2 separate regions of the Sus scrofa genome follow, and region 2 is linked to region 1. Evidence: chromatin contacts called from public HiChIP or PLAC-seq data. All regions are on one chromosome and are shown on one strand. Each heading gives the region's core, a stretch centred on a gene start, on an enhancer-like site or on the middle of the called end of the contact. The rest is flanking DNA. Distances are from core to core; before and after follow the strand shown. Region 1 holds the start of KATNB1 (katanin p80 WD40 repeat-containing subunit B1). Region 2 holds the start of KIFC3 (kinesin-like protein KIFC3).

What was found. HiChIP or PLAC-seq counts read pairs in DNA pulled down with a chosen protein or histone mark.
Region 2: an H3K27ac HiChIP or PLAC-seq map of alveolar macrophages shows a contact between it and region 1. The contact joins the promoter of KIFC3 here to the promoter of KATNB1 in region 1. A contact is called at or near these places in 1 of 5 promoter capture datasets (fetal skeletal muscle), 3 of 47 Hi-C or Micro-C datasets (all in liver) and 1 of 2 datasets of contacts at active chromatin or transcription factors (alveolar macrophages).

Annotation. Positions count from the first base shown.
Region 1 is chr6:19,627,642-19,633,566 of Sscrofa11.1, reverse strand. KATNB1 (katanin p80 WD40 repeat-containing subunit B1) reads right to left here and starts at 3,212. Exons shown (of 20, transcript XM_021093935.1): 1 at 3,100-3,212; 2 at 1,708-2,000. The coding sequence starts at 1,747. DRC7 (dynein regulatory complex subunit 7) reads right to left here. Exons shown (of 18, transcript XM_021093921.1): 17 at 4,794-4,933; 18 at 4,392-4,706. The coding sequence ends at 4,613.
Region 2 is chr6:19,691,592-19,698,271 of Sscrofa11.1, reverse strand. KIFC3 (kinesin-like protein KIFC3) reads left to right here and starts at 2,168. Exons shown (of 21, transcript XM_021093927.1): 1 at 2,168-2,280; 2 at 6,210-6,417. The coding sequence starts at 6,252. It overlaps LOC102160805 (a long non-coding RNA gene), which reads right to left and starts at 5,535. Exons shown (of 4, transcript XR_001309011.2): 1 at 4,075-5,535.

The sequences.
Region 1 (5,925 bases), core at 1,963-4,462:
GGTGTGATTATCTCATTCCTGCCTATTGCTTTCCCCAGGCTCTGAGCCCCACAGCAGAGAGACCTTAGCTATTTTGCCCTCCCTCTGCCAGGTTCTCTCCTGGTTTCTCAGAAAAAACCAGCTGTTGAAGGTATAGACACATAACCCCAATAAATACAAAGCTGCTATGTCCAAAGTGCACCCTCCTTGGCAGCCCGTAAGAGGATTCTCCCAGAACCCTAGGGGCTGAGGAACAGTTTGCAAATGGCCCAATCCTCTTGTCATTTAAAATGAGGATGCCAAGGCCCAGGTTCTCAGAGTTAATAAGTGGAGAAGTCTTGTCCTGGCTTCTGAAAACAGCCCAAGGGCAGCTTACAGTAAAGGGTGACCTGTCTGAACACCAGATCTATGCCATCCAGTTATTACAGGTGGGGTACGGCCCGCAGAGGCAACCACATGCAGAGCTACAGTTCTCAAAATACGATCTGGGGAATTCTGGGATCCTCAAGAGCCTTTCAGGGGATCTGAGAGAACAAAACAACTTTGATCATAAAACTAAGGTGGAATTTGATTTTTACATTCTCATTTGCTCACAAGAATACAGCAGAGTTTCCCTGAAGATACATGACATGATGGCATCATCACTAGGGGCATGTTTGTGCGTCCTTGTGCTTTAAAATGTCTCCGTATTGAATTTCTCACTGTGGTGCAGCAGGTTAAGGATCTGGCATTGCTGCCGCTGTGGCATAGGCTGCAGCTGCGGCTCAGATTTGATCCATGGCCCAGGAACTTCCATCAGCTGCAGGTGTGGCCAAAAAAAGTCTCAGTTTTATTTCCACCATGGTAAACATTGATAGATGTAACTCCTATACACAAAAACTCTTTGGGGTCCTCAATAATTTTTAAGAGTATAAAGAGGTGCAGGGAGTTCCCGTGGTGGCGCAGTGGTTACCGAATCCGACTAGGAACCATGAGGTTGCGGGTTCGATCCCTGCCTTTGCTCAGTGGGTTAACGATCCGGCGTTGCCATGAGCTGTGGTGGAGGCTGCAGACGCGGCTCGGATCCCACGTTGCTGTGGCTCTGGTGTAGGCCGGTGGCTACAGCTCCGATTGGACCCCTAGCCTGGGAATCTCCATATGCCACGGGAGCGGCCCAAGAAATAGCAAAAAGACAAAAAAAAAAGAGTATAAAGAGGTCCTAAGATGAAAGACTTCAGAGCTGTCAGTATAGAGGAGTGGGGGTGGGTGGTTCCCGGGCTCAGGTACATTCGAGAGCCTATCATCAGCATCCCTCTGCCTACCTTCTCATCTCCACCCCCATCCCAAGAGGATCAGGGAGCCTGACTTGTGGGATGTCAGAAGATACTGAGAACACCTTTCAGGATTTCTTGCCCCATCCTGCCTGCCAGCCTAGCTGGAAATTCTGCTAAGTGCTTCCTTATGTTCATTTTCTCACTTGAATCTCACTCTAGAGTGGAGGTATGATTATCTCATTGTACAGACAGGAAACTGAGCCTCAGAGAGGTGAGGTCACCCGGCCAACAGCACCCAGCTGAGAAGTGCCAAAATCATGATTTGCATCTTGGTCTATTTTACTTCAAAGCCTGGGAGTCTCCCCTGCGTCAAGAACAGGAGACAAGGCTGGGGGTTCAGGCCACCCAGAAACAAATGGCTAATAGGGTAATACTAGGGTGATGGGGGGAGAAAGAAAACAAGAACATCACTCACGCAGCTTCCAGGCCGTCTTGGTGACCACAGGGGTGGCCATCCTTCAGCTTGCAGGCACCCAAAGCTGCACCCACAAAACAGACTGCTTTCCTTGTGGGTGGGGGTGGATCCCCCCCAGATCCGCCAATCAAGTTGACAGGGAGTTTCCACACATCCAGGCAGAGGGAATGTCTGGTCTTCCAGGCCTGTACCACCTTGTGGTTTTAAAGCATCCACAGCAGCAGCCCGTGCGTGCCTGTTGGTATCCTGGGTCATGGAACATCAGGCTTGAGCCATTTCAGCTCAACACTAGGCTGGAACACAAACAGAGGTGATGGCTTGTTAGCAAACACTCAATGGGAATTCAGGGGGTCCCTAGGTTTGGAAAACTGGAGCTGCAGCTCCCTGGATCACCAAGGGCACTTGATAAAGACAGACACCCACCAAAGCCAAGGCCCGACTGCAAATTGTGTTTGAGGATCTGGATGGAGGGCACCTCAGGCAAGGTGACTTGGAACACAAGGAAAAAGGTCTATCCCAGAGGCCAGATGATGGTGGAGGCTCTGTTCCAGGAGGCCGGCTGCCTAATGTGCAGGAGCCGCAGTGGGGCGGGGAAGACCACATGTCTGCAGTTCCCATAGATTTCTGGGAGTCACTGTTTCATCTGACGTATGGGAAGGGGGTGGAGTCACAGGCTAAGTTTAGGGGCTCACGAGGCACCCTAGAGATAGGTACTGAAGTCTTCTGTAGGGAGACCCTCAAAGAGGGCCTGTGGGATCTAATCTGTGTCAAGGTAACTACTGCAGGTGCCTGCACTTCTCAAGGGCAGTGCTGCGAACGAGGCTTCCAGGTGGGCATGAGTCGGAGTGACTCCTCAACTCTAAAAGGCGACCTCATGGAGCCTCCTACCTCCTTCCTCCAAACCTCTTCATGAACCATCTCCTCCCTGTCCCTTTTCTCCTGGGGTCCCCAGCGTTCACTCCTCCTCACTGCCGCCTGTGTCTCCCTCGCTAGCACATCCTGTTTTGGCCTCTGCCCCGCCAGACCCTTTCCCCTCGCTATCAGTATCCCCATTCATTGACTCTCCCCTTCATAACCCCTCCTCCTGCAGACCTCCGGCTCTGCTTCCGGCCTCCCCGGTTGTCGTCTCTGGCCTCCACGCTGGTCCCGCCCCTCCCGAAACTGGGGCTGGTCCCTCCGCCTCGCCTAATCCTCCCACTCCTCTCGCTTGCGGGGAGCAGGCTCCAGCCTCCCTCCGCCCGGAGCCCTCTCCGCCGCAGCCTGGTCTGGCCCTGCCTGACTCGGCCTAGTCCAGGGCTCATCTTCCCCTCGCTTTCTCGTCCGCTCACCCACTCCACCTGCAGCTGCGGGTCCGGAGGCCGAGGTTCTGCTCCAAGCGCGACCCCTACTTACCTCCATCCCCTAGCCTGATTGGCTGCTGCTTGACAACCGACCCTCACAACAAAACCTCCGGCTCAGAGCCCCTCCTTCCTCACCTCCCGCACCAATCAGCAGCCGCGAGCGATCCGCCTCTCTCCAGACTTGACCAATAGAAAAAGGCGCTTCTGCCGCTTTCCCTAAGTACCCGCCCTCTTTTCCTGACTTGGACTAATCATGAGGAAGGAGCGTTCAGGAGCCGCCCCTCTGCCTCAGTGAACCAATGCGAGCTGCAGTTTCCTTGGTTCCGCCTCTGCCTCAGGCTTACCCCTTCCTCCACTGTCCATCTCTTCCTCGAATTTCGAGACGCCTTCCAATGGCGGCTGCACCAATCGCTTTAGCAACCGCCCCAGATTGACCAATCAACTTCCGCATTATTGGAAAACCAATTCCCGGATAGCCAATGGGAAGGAGACATCGAGAGCGGCGTGAAGCCGGGATCCTTTCATTTCGGGTTGGGGCGAAGCGGGGAGCTGGTCTCAGTCATCACTTTGCTGTAGTTCCTACTGCTCCACTTTGCTCGGGAGGCGGTGTTGCTGTTGTCTGAGGGTTTTCCCTCTCTTCTCTGGCTCTGATGCCGGCTTGGACCCCCCACCGGAAGCCTAGAGGGAAACGGAGTCTGATTCCGGCTCCGAGTCAGTCGTGGAGCCGGGAAGGGCTGTGCCTACGGCCGCGGCTTCGACGAATGGAAGAGTGGACTGCACCCCTAGCGGGACCACCAACCAGGAATCGGAGAAAAGTCGACCTCCTTTGGGGCTTGTAGGTGGGGTGGGCCTAGGGAAGGGCCGCTATCCGCAGAAGCCAGAGGAACGGAGGCGGGGGTCACAAAATGTCTTGGGAGGGGAGCCACTGTGGTCGTGTTTGAAAGATATCCTGTCCCATGAGGTTTGAGCAGAGGTCAAGACTGAGACAGCCAAGCAGCTCTGGACAGATTACATTTTCAGAATTTCCAATATGCTGTCTGCAAAATTAGGGTCCCTGTACACACACACACATTACCTCCCCGCCCCCACCCCATGCCCCATGGCGAGGGTGGCCCAACTCACACAGTGGAAATGGCAAGCCCACGACTTGAGGTCTTAACACTAGACTGCAAGGGACTGAAGCCTAGCTCCTCTTCTTATCAGCCACTAATAAGCCCTGTGTGAAATGGGGATGGCATTGTTGTATTAAATAAGGCAGGACGTGCAAAGGCCATCCCAGGTCATAGATAAAGAAGGGAAGGAGAATAGGGCTGGTGCTGAAGCCTGTGAAATGATGTACAAATGGCAAATTACAAGTGTGTTTATTTACAGGAAAATCATGAGAAGCAGGAACAGACAGGGCTGCAGAGGGGGTGTGGCAGTGAGGCCAGGTACCTGAGTGGATGGTCCTCAGTTGGGTATAGGGAGCACAGGGCCAGGCTTGAGGGTAGGATTTTTCCTCTGGCAGCTTTACCAAGGCCTGGGGACAGGCATCAGAGGACTGGAGGGGTGTGTAGGGGGGAGCATCAAACAAAGACTTTCAGTATCTCCACCAGGCGTGGGTCCTTGTAGAGCTTTTCCTCCAGAGCCAAATACTTCAGTGGGGCCAGTTCCTTGTGGCTGAAATTAGAGGATGGAATGAGAGGGGGTTTAAAGCTGTTGCTCCAGCCGGCAAGTGGGTGCTCTCAGCTCTCCCCACCTCCTCACCGATTGAGCCGCTGCTCCAGGATGCGGATTCGGAACATGGCCTGAGAGCAGTAACTCAGGTACAAGTCTTCATCCTCTGGCGTCAGGGTCACCTGGTTCTCCTGATACCACTGCTGCTTCTTCTGCAGCTCCTGGGTCTCCTGTGGGCACAGGGAAGAGAGAACAGGAGGGCCGACTGTTACCCAGACTGCAGGCTGAAATGCCAGTGGTCATCAGGCAGCCCTGCAAGGGTGGGCCCCGCTACCCCGACCAGAAGAAGCCAGAGGAGCAGAAGCAAGGGTCCTAACATGTCTTGGGAGAGAAGTACTGGGGTCATGTTTAGAGGGATATACTGTCCAAGAGGTCTGAGCAGGGGTCAGACAGCCATATGAAAAAAGAAGAAAAAGAAAAAAGGGAGTTCCCGTTGTGGCTCTGCAGAAACGAATCCAACTAGCATCCATGGGGATTCGGGTTCGATCCCTGGCCTCGCTCAGTGGGTTAAGGGTCTGGTGTTGCCGTGAGCTGTGGTGTAGGTCACAGACATGGCTCAGATCTGGTGTGGCTGTGGCTATGGCGCAGGTCAGTGGCTACAGCTCCAATTTAACCCGTAGCCTGGGAACTTCGATATGCCAAGAATGCAGCCCTAAAAAGCAATAATAATAATAATAATAATAAAGGGCAGCCATGTGTCTCTGGACAAGGAACATTTTCAGAGCTTTCAATTTCTTGTTGACAAAATGTCATTTTCTTTTTTTCTTTTCTTTTTTTTTTTTTTTGTCTTTTTGCCATTTCCAGGGCCGCTCCCGCGGCGTATGGAGGTTTCCAGGCTAGGGGTCTAATCAGAGCTGTAGCCGCCGGGCTACACCAGAGCCACAGCAACGCAGGATCCGAGCCACATCTGTGACCTACACCACAGCTCACGGCAACACCAGATCCTTAACCCACTGAGCAAGGGCAGGGATCGAACCTGCAACCTCACGGTTCCTAGTCGGATTCGTTAACTATTGAGCCATGACGGGAACTCCCAAAATGTCATTTTCATGTCCCCTCCCGCCCCCACCGTGGAGCTCTTTGTGAAGATTAAATGAGACCATGCATGGGAATTACACGGTGTGTACCTGATCAATAGAAATGGGTTTATTGCTCCGTCCAC
Region 2 (6,680 bases), core at 919-3,418, 66 kb before region 1:
ACTGTACTAAAATGTTGGCAGCATTTATCTTTAGTGGGTGGGATTATGGTTACAATGAACATCTATTACTTCAGTAATCAGAGAAAAAGAACAATAAATGTTATTATTAATTTAGAAATCTGGCTTCGGCTTTGTCAGAAGGAACCTGCAGTTCATGTCAATGTACCAGCTACAATTAAGACAAGGCTTCCGGTTCTATATCAGGACTTTAAAGACAGACACCCCCACCGCACCCCTCCCCAGTCGGATAACAAAGAAAGATACTTGGTCAGGAATCTAGAAAAAATCTGCGGTCCTCCGGCCCTCCTATCCTCCTGATCCCTGCTGTCTGGAGGCTGGCAAGGGAATTCAGAGAAGAGAGCTCTCCAGTGATGGCTTGCTCACCCATTGGGAGGCTTCTCCAGGGTTCTTGGCTAGAAATCTAACTCTCCAGGGAGCCATTCCTGGAGAGTGACCTGCCCCCTCTATTGCGCCTTTGCTGAGGCATCTCAGTGAGAAAATAGAACGCTGGAGCCCAGTTTTTGTTCTTTTTAGGGCCGCACCTGCGGCATTTGGAGGTCCTGCTAGAGGTCCAATCGGAGCTGCAGCTGCTGACCTACACCACAGCCACCGCAAGGCTGGATCCTTAACCCACTGAGGGAGGCCGGGGATGGAGCCCGCATCCTCATGGATGCAAGTCAGGTTCGTTACCACTGAGCCACAACCGGAATTCCCTGGAGCTCACTTTTATTAGAGGGATTGTGAGTGTCCTGGTCTGGCCTGGTCTGGCATCCAGAACAATCTGAGGCCCAGAACCTTGGCTCTGTCTCTGGTTGAGATTCTTGACCACTAGCCCAGCGCCTGCCCAGCGGTAGGAGACAGAACCCATCTGGAGCTGCATGGGCCCCTCCAGTCCTCTCCTGGCCCCTCCCCAGTTAAGCAGGAAGGGGCAGCACGCGCATCCCCCTCGGATTATCTTCGGAACCATCAGCCTGCACTAGGCTGGCTTCTGAGTTTCTTTCCTCTCTCCTCCTTCCGCACCCTGGAGGGGGAATATTGCTGCTGACTCTGGAGTAAATGCTGCCTCTGTTTGGGAGACAAAGAACAGAGTGGCTCCTCCGGGTCAGCTGTCTCTCCTTGGCTGGTCGGCTCCCTAGCCTCCCCCAGGCTTCTTCTGGGGCATTCTATGGGGGGGGAGGGGGCTTCCGGGGCTGCAGTGGGAGCTGCTGCTTGCTCCAGAGCAGCTACATTCTGTACATGTTTTCACGGGAGCTTAAAGGAATATTTTACCTTAAAGAATCTCAAACATCTCTGCTCTGGAAAGGGGGCTGTGGAAGGGGTAAGGAGGGTGGGGGACAGCAGGTGGTGCCCTGGCTGGGAGGCAACCTGGCCTGTGTACTCCTTTTAGAGCTAGCAAGATGATGTACGTGAAAAATGCCTGTGCTAACGTGTGACACTATGCATGTGCTAACTAGAGCATATGTGAAAGTGTGTCCCGGGGTTTAAAAGCACGCGTAGGCTGGAGTGTGAGAAAGAGTTGGCCATCATGTGAGAACATGCATGTGTGCAAGTGGGTGTGTATCCTAAGGAGTGTGTACAGCATTTGTGAGAAAGCATGGGGTAACGTGAGTGTGTGAGAATGTGCAAGTGTGCATAGGTACTAGCTAGAGTATGTAAGTGTGTGTGCTATGAAGTCAAGTAAACGTGTACTGGAGTTTGTGAGAGCATGCGAAGGGCAGCAAGGGAGCACTTGTGAGAAGTGTGTGTGTGAGCAGTAACTAGTGCAGTGCGTGTGAAAGTGAGGAGGTGCGTCTGAGTGTAAGTGCAAAAGCATGCGTGTTGAAATGAGCGTGGGAATGTGTGTGAGAATGTGAGTGCCTTCATGTAGACTCCCTAGAGCATGTGTGCAAATATATGTGAGTGCCGTGCATATGTGAGCACGTAGGACGGTGCGTGTGCGCCCGGATGAGCACGCATGTGTGCACAGGCATGTGCGGGGGGGGGGCGGGGGGCTTGGGGAGACCCAGCGGGAGGGTCTGTCGAAGTGGGCGGTCCCGCGTGTGAGTGTGTGAGTGTGTGCAGGAGCGAGCGCGCCGCCCCCCCACCCCCAGGGTCGGAGCCGGTTGCCATGGGAACGCGCCGCGGCCTCGAGTTAATCATTTCCTGTGGAAAGTGTGCGGGAGGGGCTGGAGCGGGGCGGGCCGAGGAGGCAGCGGCGTGGAGCAGCCTCCCGCCAGCGGGCCGGGCCGGGCCGAGCCCCGGGCACTGCGGCGACACCGGGATCCTGCCTCCGCTAGGCCGGTGAGTCCGGGGCTCCGGCGGGCAGGGGGCGAGCTGGGCTCTTGGGGTCCGCCTGACCAGTCGTTTCGGGTGCCGCGTCTGGGATCCCCCTGCCCCGCCCCGCTGGGGGGCGCGGGGAGGCCGGGCCCCGGCGATCCACCCCTTTTCTACCCTCTCCCCTCGCCGCCCCCTGCACCGTCCAGCCTGAGCCGAGCAGGGGAAGCGGGCGGCATGTCCCCTGGGATCAGAACAGCCTCGGGGCCACCTATCTGATTTCAATGGCCAGGGAAGCCGGACACTACTGGGGAACTACGTGCCGGTCAGCGCCGCCCCCTCCCCTGGCAGAGGTCCCTGGCATCCGCAGGGCTCCCCTGAAGGCTGCCGTTTCCGGCCCTCCCATCTCGTAAGCCCCTGGGCAGTTTGCTTCCCCCACCCCCGGGGCCCGGGCCGGGTGGGGTGGGCCCGAGGTTAGGAAGGAGCGCCTGGGCCAATGGTCTCCTGGGCAGAGGGGGAAATTGAGCCTTTGACAGCAGCTGCCTGGCGAGGAGGGGTCCCAGCAGGGAGGGCCAGGCAGAAGCCACCTCCTTCTACCCCCTGTTGTGAGTTAGAGCAGAACTCTGGCGCAGCAAAGGGCCTGGTCCTGGCAGATTTTAAAGAGGAAGCTGCATTTAAATTCTCAAGTACCGCCCCCCCCCCATATGTCTCAAGGTTAGGGGTCGTGATTACCCCTGGTCTGTCACCTTCCCTGGCTTTCTGTCTGCCTGAGACTGAGTGAGCACCTCTGCAGGCCCAGGCTATCCCCCTTGCCCTTGGTAAAAGTAGCCTTCTCCTTGGCCAGAGAGTCATTGGCAAGGAATGCAGTCTCAGAACGGAGTCCTGTATTTGCCGTGACTGGACTTTAGGGTGTGGGGCAATGAGTTCTGCTGTCCTCTTGGGTACCAGGGAGCAGAGGTTTCGAAATCTGGGTTGATCTGTAAAACCTAGGACGCGTGACTGTGCGCAGAGGAGGTCTAGCCCCTGTCCAACCTCCCTGACCTTCTGCCCGCTCTCCCAGGGAGACTAGGCCTTCCCGGCAGCAGTCTTTGGGCAGGTGTCACAAGTCTGTCCCCCAGTCATTGCACTATCCCTGGTCGGGGGGCAGGTGGGGGGCGGGGAGGACGCTGCAGCTCTACAACCCTGGCCTAAACCCATAGAGGCAGATGCCCCTCGCCCGCAGCCAGCCCCTCTGGCATTCACCCACCACTGGATAGAGGCCACTGAAAAATAAAATTGGGAGGTTCCCTGTAGACGCCGATATGCTTCTGAACATTGTACATAGGAATTGTCTAAACTTTACACCGATCCTATAAAGTAGCATTCTCCCCATTTCGCAGATGGAGATAATGAGGCACAGAGACAAAATAATTTTCCCAGGGTGGCACATCTAGTAAGTCGCACAGCCTGGTTCAAAACCAGCTTTTGGTCATAACCACACTCCTTGTTGGCCCCCATCCCCCTGCCCAGGACCTAGGCTTTTGAGTCTCCAGCCTTGGGCTGTTGTAAAGTCTTTGATACTTTTGACCTTCACCCCCCGCCCCCCCCCCCCCCCCCCCCCGCCACCCAGGCTGCTAAATTCAGCTGCTTTTTCCTCTTCAGGAACTTGCACACACCCTTCCTCGTTCTTGGTGATATCTTCCTGACTGCCTCCCAATTTCCCTTCCTGAAAGCCACGAAATACTGTCTCCTTGGGTCCCTGCCCCTCCGACTTCGCTGATCTCTTTGAAAGTCTTCTCCCTCAACCGTGGAATTGACCTTCAGGGCCCTTCACTAGCTCACCTTCCCCAAGGCTCCGCATGCAGGTGCAGCCTGTCTTGCTCCCCCCTCGCCCGTGGGGCAGCTGGTCCTCAGGGCTGCTCGTGGGTCCAGCTCTATGCCCAGCAGCCTGGAGAAGGGGACAGCTGGCTGCTCCTCCCAGTTCCTTCCCCTCCACGCTGGTCCTTCTCCATTTCCTCAGTGGAGCTGCCTCTGCCCTGACCTTTGGCCAGCAGTCCCGCCCACCTCCCAGGGAGACGGTGCCCAGGAGCTTCTTCCAAGGTGTCTTCCACGGTCAGGGAAGGCAGAGACTACAACGCCCTAACCAGGAGCCTGGCATTCTTCCCGGGGCTCAGCTCTGTGAACTTCACTCACCAGATCTTCGGGCCACCTATCCCTGCTCTCTGACTTCGTTGGCCTCTTGCTGCTGCTTTAGTCATTCCTGCCCCTCTATCCACCCAGCATGTGGAAATCTCTTATTCTAAATACCACATCCTCGCCTTCCCATCCAGCCAGCTTCCCTAAGAGGAGGAAGTGGCAGCTTCCGCTAGCTGCCGCCCATCCCTTGGGTCTGCTCCACTGACCTTCTCCCTTACAGAGCCCCCAGGGGCTTTCTTCCAGTTTGACCTCTCCTTTCCATTCACTCTTTGGTCACCTCTGAGGGCTCTGCACCTGCCTGATGCCTCTACCACCTCCTCCTCCATCTTTTCTTCCCGCCCAGAGTGAGCTCCACCCTCCCTGGTTGCCTCTCGTCTGGTACCACCTTTGATGATTGCATCCTTCCCTGTGGCACCGTGACCCCTGTCAGCCTCTGAGCTCTGTGTCTCCATCACCAGCCCTCTTCCAAGCTTCGGTTGGAACTTCTGGGTGCCTTCATATCAGAGCATTCATTCCCTTGGAGGTGGATGGAGCTGCTGCTCCAGGCTGGGTGCTGTGAGCCCCACCCTGGGGAGCCATAGAGGGTCCAGGGAGGTGGACAGCATTTAAATGGGGATCTTGACTGCCTGGTAGAGAGCAGTCTGTGCAGTGAGAGATGGGGAAAGTGGTCTACACCCTGGAGCCATTAGGAGGTCCTTGGGTGCCTCCAGCTCCATTTAAAAACAAAAGTAGCTGTTCCCAATGTCGCAGCTGCAACTTGGATCTGAGCGCTGTCCTGGGAACTCCATATCCTCTGGGGCGGCCAAAAAAAAAGGCTAGCTCCACATTGCCTTTTGGAGCTGACTTGGCTTCTTCTGGGTATGGCATCACTTATTGTCTGAATCTGGGACTATAGCTTGATGTCGCCTTAAATGCCCTCCAAGGTCCTTGGCACACAATAAGTGCTCAATAAAGACTTGTGCAGTAAATGACGTGTGTTCTGTTCACTTGCTCAGTTCATAAGGGCTCTATGGGGCTTTCTACCCAGACCAGTGTTCCCTACCCCACCCCGTTCTCCCATACCACCTGGTGCCTCCCTGCATCCTGTTCTGATTCTGAAGGTTCCTTGAAGTACTTACCTCCCTCCTGACAGGGAGCTTTGAGGCCATGTCTCTCCTGATCAAAGAGGACCCCTGGCAGGTGCCTGGCACACAGCAGGTACTGGATAAATAATTATTAAATGAAGAATGAATGAATCTTTTGATCGCAACTCCTGGCTTGGTTTCCATCAGTTGTAGGTACAGAGTGAGGGCCAGTTGAACACACAAATGAGCTGATTTTAAACGAAATTCTCACACACACACACACACACACACACACACATATAAATTCTCAGTGACACTGAATTTGCATCACTGGCCACAGGCAGATCCCCTTTTGAATGGATTTTTGGAGATGCTGTTGACGGGAGCTTCCTCTTTGTGGGGCTGTGACCTGTTTCATGCTGCCAGGCTCAGTGAAAGGGCTAAGATGCGGGGTCTCCGTGTTGTGATGCAGACACACCCGATGGGCTTCTTGCCCACTTCTGAGCCTCCCTTCCCTGTAAGGAGCACCCTGAGATGGTGATAGGTCCTGTTTCATCCCTGGAGCTCAGAGGATCCTTGGGGGATGTTGGAGTTGGGGTTCTGAGTAACAGGTGGCCCAGTTCCACAGAGCCTTTCGGATGGTGGGCTCCGATCTGCTAGGGGTGGGGGTGGTGCCAGCCAGTGGGATTCAGTCTCCCTTTCTTGCTCTCTCCACAGGCTGCCCGGCGCCCGGAGGAGGCTGCTGAGCCCCGCCGGGCCATGGTCCCGACTCGCAGGACGTGGAACCTGGGAGCCACGCCCTCGCTGCGCGGCCTGTGGCGAGTGGGCCGGGCCGGGGAGCCCGAGCCGGGGATGGCTCGCCCCGCCCCAGCCAGCCCGGCCGCCCGCCCTTTCCCACACACCGGCCCGGGGAGGTTGAGAACTGGTGAGTCCGCATTTTTAAAATGCCTCTTTACTTCCCTTCCTTCCTCCAGATACCAGCGATGAGACTGGGGTTTCTTGCAAGTTCCTAGGCTCAGTCAGAGCTGTCAGGTAATTACAGGGTACCCGCAGCCCGCGCGCCGGGAGTGGAGTCAGGGCGTCAATTTCGCGGGGCGCTCCTGCCCGGCACCCTGTCTGTAAAGACAGGCGGGGGACGCGGAGTTAAACGTTAACGCAGACTTCGGAGCAGTGGGGAGAACACCGCCC